Linked DNA regions of Drosophila melanogaster: region 1 is linked to region 2. Evidence: chromatin contacts called from public HiChIP or PLAC-seq data. All regions are on one chromosome and are shown on one strand. Each heading gives the region's core, a stretch centred on a gene start, on an enhancer-like site or on the middle of the called end of the contact. The rest is flanking DNA. Distances are from core to core; before and after follow the strand shown.

Region 1 (4,695 bases), core at 1,439-3,938, 340 kb before region 2:
ACCACCAGAAAGTGTAACCCACAGACGGCACTTAATGAATAATGCTCAATGTACATTAATGTTGAAGAAATTGAATATTTGAAAATGTTTACAAACTGCTTAGCTGCTTGAACAACGGAAATAAGCATACCGAACCACCTCCGCATCCGGTTCATAGCACACAAGATCAATCTTGATGAGAGAATCTATAACTTAGCATAGAATTATCCGAGAACTACGAGATTGCCAAACATTAACAACCTATCATAACCCTTCAACCCACTTCCATCGAACAACTGCAAATCGCTCAGTTTTGTGTTAAAAGTATTTTCTTATGTATGTAAAAATTAAACAAAATTGTAGTTAAGAGATCTAAAACGCATTAATCTAATGGATATATAAATCTAAAAAAAATATATATATGTATGTACATGTATTTAAAGTTACTCGTAAGTTTTTTTTTCTACACGAAACAGATAATACAAAATAAAAAAAAAAAAAAAACAAAACGAAAAGCAAAAGCGAACTACGTATATGTTATCACGCCGATCTGAATGTATGTATGTACGTTAACGCCCCATGAGAGACGCATTTTTTATTTGATAGCCGTAAAAATCCTTAAAAACGCTGAGATCCCCCACTTTTCAGTTCGTTGCCTATGAGCTTTGTACCTTCTGTTGCCAATTAAGTCAAGCGCCTTGCCAGAGCTTTTTACCTATAAATATACACGATACTCTATGAAAGACCTATTGAATAACCCACGAAGCGAACCCAAGTCGAGATTACAGGAGGCTATATACACATTTGAATTTGGATGCGATTGTTTGAAAAACTGCTGGTCATTCGAGCATATGAAATATGTTTGCAAGAAACCGAACGCAGCTTTGTTCGGCGGCAGAGTGTAGCTTTTTATATGAACTAAACAAAATTGATGAAAAATTATACACTGAAACTGAAACGGGGGAAATAAATCTTATTTACTGTACTATAATTCCAATCGATGTAGTTTTAATTCCCATTTGGCGGTAATAATAAACCAGTATTGACCCAATCCCTTGTCAATGAAGCAACATTTTTTTTTTAAATAGGTTTCGATAACACTACCAATTTTATTTGCGTCAATTGGGAGGCACACAGGGGAAGCTTATGTATATCTAATGTAACTAATCTCCAACAATTTGCAAAACCTATAGGCCTATATATAATACAATGGGGCAACTTAAAGCGTTCTTATAGCTTAGGTACAACAAAGACAGAGAATTAGTTCATTTGGGTTTACCTTTCGAGGTAAAATAAATAACCTTCGTGCAGATAGACTAGGTACTATCTTACGAAGATATTATACAACTTTTCTTTGAGCATTATACAACTAGTAGTGTTTTCATATTTAAAATTTGCGCAAGTACGCGGTGTAGTTAGAAAAAATCTCATTTGATTTCAATCCGAAAATGTCTGGTTAAAAAAAAAAAAGAGTGACTTAGTCTGAACTTAAATCATCAAAATGTTTGCCTACACCATGTTTTTATAAAATATATAGAAAATATGAAGTAAAAAGTATTAAATAAATTGGGGCTAAACTATGAGGAGACGGAACACATTAAGTAAATTCACTAGGATGATAGTTTGCTATATATACAATTAGGTCCCGGGTTAGACCTCCATGCCGCCATCGGATCGCTGGCCCTTCTTCAGGAGCGCCTCCTCGGCGGCTAGCTTGGTCTTCTCAGTGCGCGTGTGCCAGACGAGCACATCCGTGCACCTATTGGCCAGTGGCTGCAGCTGATCCCTGGTGGTCAGATGCCTCAGGATCTCGCTCTCCTGATAGCCTCTTTGCACCTCGTACGAGAACGTGGCCTGCGGATTCCTGATGAAGAGATCCATGCTGATGGCGAAGGCGGCCATGTCGATGGGGAATGGTCTTTCCGGTCGCCAAGCGGCATTGAATCCGGTCACCTTAGTGCCATCCTCCGTAAGCAGGGGTCGCTCCACCATCAGACCGCCGACCAAACCCACCGGCCAGACGCCCACGCGACCCCTTTCGATTTTGCTCATCTCGGCGAACAGTTCCGTGGAGTAGGAGTTGTCGTCGTCCATGAAGAACACTATAGAGTGCCGATCGACGTCGACATGGTTCCTCAACCAGGCCAAAGCCAGATTTCTTTGCTCCACGCCGCGTGGCTTAATCCAGTTGGGGTCCTTGCCCTTCAGCTTGAACTCAGATGGCGTCTTGATGTTCAGCAACGTGGAACGCTTCTCCAATCCGGCTCTATCCAAAAGGTTTCTGACCAGCGGAGTGGTGGCGTTCGTGTCCTCCACAATGATCCAGTGCAGGTGCGGCAGCAGCATAAAGAGGTGAGATAGTCTGTTGGAATACGGGGCGTTACTTAAAGGTATTGGTATGTATGCGGTTTATGATTTACTCTACCTGGTTAGCTCGGCTTTCTGGGCGGGCCGTGGATACGTTGGCGTTACGGCGTAAATCGTGGGTAACGTGTCGCCTTGGACGAACATGGCCTGGAGGTATTCTGGACCCTGGCATGTGCGCTTCCCGTTTCGGTGCACCATCATCAGCACCACGAGGAAGACAATGATCAGGATGAGGACCTGGCGCGGGCGAATGCGGACCTCCGACATCCTGCGGCAGTTGGTAAAAACCGAATTTTGTTAAAACAAACAAATCGGCGAGCTGTGTGCCTAAATAACGACATGCTAGCGGAACGAACGGTCGCACCATCAAGTTCCGGGCAACTATCGATATTCTTCGTCTCCAGTGTGGTTACACTTAAGGTTTATTATAGGAAATGTATTTTACTATACTTTAAGAATAAAAACAAAAAAGACAACTTATACCGTGTTTTATTTATCTGTTTAAATTTAAATTCTGCAAAATCAACCCCTGACATTCAGTGTCCGAAATTCAGAATTTCACAATTTGACGAACAAGATCATATTGTTCCCAGCAGACACCTACTTCCAATTATGATCGCCTGGTGCGAATTAATTGGAAATCTGCCCAAAACCGCGAAAATCAGTCCTAATTTTGTAGTGCAAATCGGCGAAAAACCTATCCCACGTACCAGGCAAACAGAAATGCTAGGAAGTGACCAACGCCAAAGTGACCAAATTTTGTTTCCAGTAGACACCTTTCTGCTAATTATGATCGCCTGGTGCAAAGAAATTGGAAATCTGCCCAAAACCGCGAAAGTCAGTCCTAATTTTGTAGTGCAAATCGGCGAAAAACCTATCCCACGTACCAGGCAAACAGAATTGCCAGGAAGTGACCAACGCTCATTTTGTTTCCAGTAGACACCTTCCTGCTAATTATGATCGCCTGGTGCAAAGAAATTGGAAATCTGCCCAAAACCGCGAAAGTCAGTCCTAATTTTGTAGTGCAAATCGGCGAAAAACCTATCCCACGTACCAGGCAAACAGAATTGCCAGGAAGTGACCAACGCTCATTTTGTTTCCAGTAGACACCTTTCTGCTAATTATGATCGCCTGGTGCAAAGAAATTGGAAATCTGCCCAAAACCGCGAAAGTCAGTCCTAATTTTGTAGTGCAAATCGGCGAAAAACCTATCCCACGTACCAGGCAAACAGAATTGCCAGGAAGTGACCAACGCTCATTTTGTTTCCAGTAGACACCTTTCTGCTAATTATGATCGCCTGGTGCAAAGAAATTGGAAATCTGCCCAAAACCGCGAAAGTCAGGCCTCATTTTGTTAGGCAAATCGGGGAAAATACGATCCCATGTACCAGGCAAACAGAAATGCCAGGAAGTGACCAACGCTCAATTTGTTTCCAGCAGACACCTTCCTGCTAATTATGATCGCCTGGTGCGAAGAAATTGGATATCTGCCCAAAACCACGAGAAATTAAATAAAAACTCACTATTTTGGTTTTTAATATTTTATTCACTTATATTGTATAAATAATATCCTATGTCTTAATAATAATAGAAAACTAATAATAATAATAGCTTAATTTCTAACACGCCGGTCGCATTTCCGCTCGATGATGTCCTCCAGTTGCCTTCTGCCGGTGCCCAAGGGATAGATCTGATGCAGGAAATCTGGTACCTTAGTTTACACCATCAGCTCCATTCATCAATACTTAAACCTGCAATATCCTATGTGTACCCAACCCTCGAAATTCATTGTAAATCGAATGCAGCTGTTTTCTTTTTTTTTTTTTGTTAAATTTTATTTCGATTCTCCACAGAAATACACTTCTCTCCAGTATATGATAATTTAAACAAATTATAAATTAAATTTCGGTTTCCCATTCAGTTGCTGCTTCTGCTTCGATTGGTTAATCGATTTTCGGACCATTACGATTAAATTCTAAAGCCTTTCGCTTGTTTCGCATGTACAAATATTGGTATGTATAAGTTATATATAGGGATGGGTTGGAATTTTGGGGGATCGGGAATTGGGGGTTACTTAGTAGGTTCATCAGTAGTAAATAGACTTAGTCGTAGACTTTGTTACATGTATGTATATCTATGATTATAGTTCCCACTGTGCTCTCTGCTGCTTCAATTCTCGCCACTCCACTCCGTTCCCAATTATTGTTATTTTGTATTTCAAACTCAACAAGTGCACGCAAGACGGAAATAATGCAGACTGAACTGTACGCAACTCGAGCGATTACTCCGATATCTAATATCCGATAAATTGAACAATACGCTAGCTACGTAAAAACAAAAGGCCAAACT
Region 2 (4,749 bases), core at 633-3,132:
TGCAAAAATGTGTAAGGCAGCCGCTTTCCCTTTTGTTTTTCGTGTAGTCCATCTTCTTCACCGCACTCTGTTGCTTTCTCTTTCTTTGTTGTTTTGTAATCTCGCTCGATTTCGTGTAATTGGTTGTTAACTTCTTTTTATCGACGCATGTTTCAGTCTTACTACTGCCCCATTTCTAAACCTTAGTCCAAACCGTCATCGACGAAGTCGGCGGAGTCCTTTTTAGGCTTAGGCTCGCTCGGCTTTCCAGCCTTTTCACCCGCTTGGCCAAAGGCAGCACCCACATCTCCACCGGGCACAATCTTCTTGATAAGGTTGTATATCTTCGGGTTCGACGCGTACTTTGTGATGTTACCCGGATTTGACAAAATGTCCTACGAAAGTTAATAAATAACAACGATATGATTACTGCATTTGTATTAGAAATAGAAAAGTAGTATTCACGAACCTGAATGGCGGCTGACACCTCGGGATCTGACATGGCGCCCAGTATATCAGACATATTTCCGTTACCAGGATTCCCACCGGAAAATTCTCCAGATGATCCACCAGAGCTGGCATTGTGCTTTTCCTGCTCCTTACGTGCGCGCCTCTGATCCCGCTGGCGTTCCTTGATCTTACGCTCTGCCTGGCGACGCTCCTGCTTCAAGCGATGCTGCTCGATTTTCTTGGCATTCGGAGTGACCTCCTTTAGCCACTCGTCTGTCTCCTCGTCAAAGTCCAGCTTGCATGCTTGGCGCAAATCATGGGCAGCCAGCTCAAAATCTCCGAGGAGGCGACGGGCGCGTCCCCTGAACTTGTAGCCAGCCGCCAAATCCGAGTTGAGTTCCAGCGCCACGTCGCAGTCCCGAATGCAGGCATTCGGCTTCTTCAGCTTGAGGAAGGCCTGACCACGCTTAGCGTGGAAAAGGGCATTACCCGGGCTCAGTTCAATGGCCTTGGTGTACAAGGCGATGGCCTCGTCGAACTTCTGCTGGCCGTAAGCGGAGGCCGCCTGGGCGCGCAGCTCGCTCGCCTGCTCCACCTCCTCTTCGGTGGCCTTCTTGCTGTAGTTGCCCATGGGTTGGGCGGGGTCGCTGTCCGCCTCGATCACACCTGAAGGCGTCGGAAGTAATACGGATAGAAGATACATAGTTTTAATTGGCGTATTACATATATTAATACTGCAGGATTCGAATTTGGGTAAACGCTAAGTTTGCAGTGTCGAAAGGATATAAGATAAAGCAACTGCCAGCACTGCGACAGCAACGCATCAAAGTCCAGGGTTGTGACCCCCAATGACCACGTGACTCGGCAAAATTTGCACACTCACCCTCCATGTCCAGCTCCACGTCCGACTCAGGATCGGAGAGGGACTTTTCGTCCTCGCTATCCTCGGGGGCATTGGCCGGCTCGTTGGCCTTGGCACCAGCAACACCGCCGAATGGGCACTTGCTGGAAGAACAAGCCGCGGGATGAGCAAATCATACAATCGTGTTGTTTTGAAAATTGGTCAAATAGTTCGGTTAACTTACCCTCCGGCGCTGCCACCGTTGAATTGGCCAGGCGGCACCGTGCCACCAAACTTCTCCACGAAATCTTTGACGAACTGCAGCTGCGGCATGTTCAAGAAGGTGGGATTCTCAAGCGCAAAGTCGATGAAGTACTTCAGCTTCTTCAGATCCCCGGTTTGCATTGTGAAAGCCATTTCTGAATTCCGTTTTGTCTCGATGTTTTCAGATCTGATATATTAATATATTAATATTATTAATAAGCAATATTTGCTTAGCTTTACGTCCACTTTTGCTCTGCCCTATCGATTGGTATGCATAAATACCATGAAAAAGTACTGAGAATTAATCGACGGTATTTATCGCTTCGCTCTTGTATTTTTCAGTATTTTGTGCGTACGATAGTGCTGGAAAATGTGACAACTTTTAAAAAGATAACAGCCATTTTCCGCCACATACCCCAAAACTAAATACATATATATTCACATAGGATCGAGAATGTAATGAGCCACAATTAAGTCCATAACTATTGCTGAAGAAGTTTATGTCTGCCCCCATTGACATTAAAACAGTTTTCTGTTAATCATTTTAGTATTTTTTTATTTTCAATGTTTCGTCATGTTTTTTGTTTGCTTTTGTCTTTTGTTTTCTTGATGTTTTTTTTTTAGCTTTTTTCATTTTGTTTTGGAATTAATTTATTAATTAATTTTTATGTTTACTTATTGATTTAGTATCTTCTTCGCGCTTATCTCTGTCGTCGCCGCCTATTTCGTGTTTGCATTGTTTTTTTTTCGGCTTTCTTCGCCTTTTCTTGTGTTTGGTGTGTGTCTGGTTGAAGGGGTTAAGGGTCAGAAAATGGTGAAAACTGGTGGTGATGTTCGGGTATCGGAAGGGAGTGGGTGGTGTCGATGGCCTATTCTGAGTGCCCTTCTCTCCGTGCTCGCACGCATACAAATATTTTTCATATCCGTTCACTTTAAATAATTTTTTAGCATAACTATTAAATAATTTGTTTATATATAATACATACATATATGTATATATGCACACATATATGTATATTCAGTTTGTTTTTCGTAATTCGTTCAATTTAAACTTTTTAATTATTATCGTAATTATTTTTTAATAAAATACTCAACAAATAATTTAATGGGCTTTGTTTTTCTCGTCTGCTCAACTGTCTCATCGTTTTTTTCTGCTGCTGTTTTTATTTTTATTTTCGTTTTTTTTTCTTTTTAAGTATTTATATTTTGATTCGTTTAGTACTATTTAAACACTTAGTAGGTATTAATTTGTTTAGCTTTATACGCTTGCGTGTGTGTTCTTGAGTGTGACAACTTTCTCTATGAAAAACTCAATAAAATCGAAGAATTAAAGACAAATAAATTAAAACATCTCGTGGTTTTTTTTATCAAACATTTCGCTTGTTTATTTTGTTTCTCTTTTTGTTGTTTCTGTTTCTTGGTTGTTGTTGGTTTCGCTGTGGATCAAACCGAAACCGTTAAGTGATAATAAAAAATAATGATAATGGTAATCAAAATAATAATAATAGTTTCCTTTTAAATATGTATAATTTATAATTTAAAGATGTGCATTTTACATAATTATATAATAGATAGATTCGCTCTCATTCTCTATGCATCTCCTTTCATTATCTTCACATTCCTTGCTTTCCTTTATCTTTTATCAAATTAAATTAACACACACTCGCATCCAATCGTTATCGACAATCGATGACATCACATCGATATACACACACATTTAGATATCGACCATTATGGGCTAATTCTAACGGTTACATTAAACGGAAAAAAAAATCGGAATCATTATCCTCATATCATTATTCTTTATAGAGATGCAAAAAAAAAATTTAATCTTACAAACTGATTGGCTAAAATTAAAGGAAAGTACGTACATATACAAATTTGCATACAAATCTGAAATGGTTCTTCTGGTTTTTTATGTTTTTTTGCTGGTTTTCTTCATTAATTTAAACTTTAATTAGGCATAAATTATTTATATAAATATTTACAATGCTCTTTGCTATTTTTAGGGAGTTCTTGCCGCTGCTTTATTACTCTTGTTCTGCTTGCCGTCCTTATCTGCGTCCATTTTTGTTTCTTTCTATCGCGATATTTTCCATTTTTTATACTTATACTCTAAAAACTAATTTCGGGTTACTTTTCATTCATTTTGTTTTGCGTAGACTTAAGAAAAAAATGTTTTTCGCTTTTGGATGAATCTTGCATCTTTCACTCCCCGCTCATACTCTTCTGTTCCTCTTCTGATCTTTCTCTTTAAGGTTTTTTTTGTCTGGCTGTAGGCAGATTTCATATCGGTTTTACATACATATAGATCTATATATTATTGAAACATTTAGCTTGGTAGTTCATGTTTTTTTTTTGCAGGTTTTATATATGTATATATATTTCTATTAATATGCCTTGGATATTAATATTTAATACAATTTACGCATAGTGCATTACAATTATAATTTTAAAATTAAAAAAAAAAAAACATGTATATATATCGATACATATATGTGTAATTTTAATAAAAACTATTACATTAGTTTACTATGTATTTAGAAGTATTTTACTTCAAATAGGTTTATTTTCTGTTGATTTTTCTGATCCGATCTGATCTCATGAATTACGCTTTTTCTCGATTTTTCTTGCATTTCTACTTATTTTCTTTTCTTTGTGGCATATAAAAAAATGGTTTGATTCTATGAATTTTTCAGTTTTTTTTATCTGTGGATTTGTTTGTGGTTCAGATACGACTATATACAAATGTATATATATATGTATATATATATATATATATATATATATATATATATGTGTGTGTGTGTGTGTGTGTGGTGTTAATGTTTATGGTATTTTTATATTTAAATCAATTTTTTTTGGATTTTGATACAAAACAAACAAAAATGACTTTTATATTTCAAATTGAATTAAAATATAATTGGGATGTTTTTTCCGATTAAAAGCGTTAAAAGGAAGAGATAAATATATATATAAATATATTTATAAAGATTTACTAGTATGCTTCAATGTTTATGCAGATATATATATATATATATATATATATATATAAATATAAATTTATACATTTATATAATTTTTATATTTTATATATATTTATATATTTATATCATCATTACTAGTAACTATGCATGGACACAAAGTGAAAATTTACAGTTAACATTATTCGTTTTGTTTCTTTTAAGGCAAAATTAGTCTGCAGTGTCTACCTT

Evidence for each region. HiChIP or PLAC-seq counts read pairs in DNA pulled down with a chosen protein or histone mark.
Region 1: a POLR2A S2P HiChIP or PLAC-seq map of the Kc167 cell line shows a contact between it and region 2, with 2.9 times the contacts expected there. The contact joins the promoter of GlcAT-I here to the promoter of HIP-R in region 2. A contact is called at or near these places in 5 of 107 Hi-C or Micro-C datasets (the D17-c3 cell line, the S2 cell line, cellular blastoderm embryo and 1 more) and 1 of 6 datasets of contacts at active chromatin or transcription factors (the Kc167 cell line).

What each region holds. Positions count from the first base shown.
Region 1 is chrX:4,129,204-4,133,898 of dm6, reverse strand. GlcAT-I (Glucuronyltransferase I) reads right to left here and starts at 2,688. Exons shown (of 2, transcript NM_167003.3): 1 at 2,405-2,688; 2 at 1,066-2,341. The coding sequence starts at 2,613. The coding sequence ends at 1,630. It overlaps tyf (twenty-four), which reads right to left. Exons shown (of 8, transcript NM_001297924.2): 8 at 3,883-4,695. Fas2 (Fasciclin 2) reads left to right here. Exons shown (of 10, transcript NM_001272308.2): 10 at 1-1,012.
Region 2 is chrX:3,787,102-3,791,850 of dm6, reverse strand. It overlaps HIP-R (Hsc/Hsp70-interacting protein related), which reads right to left and starts at 1,882. Exons shown (of 5, transcript NM_166988.4): 1 at 1,775-1,882; 2 at 1,515-1,721; 3 at 1,313-1,434; 4 at 449-1,095; 5 at 1-374. The coding sequence starts at 1,687. The coding sequence ends at 183. Tlk (Tousled-like kinase) reads right to left here. Exons shown (of 9, transcript NM_001144680.3): 9 at 3,033-4,749.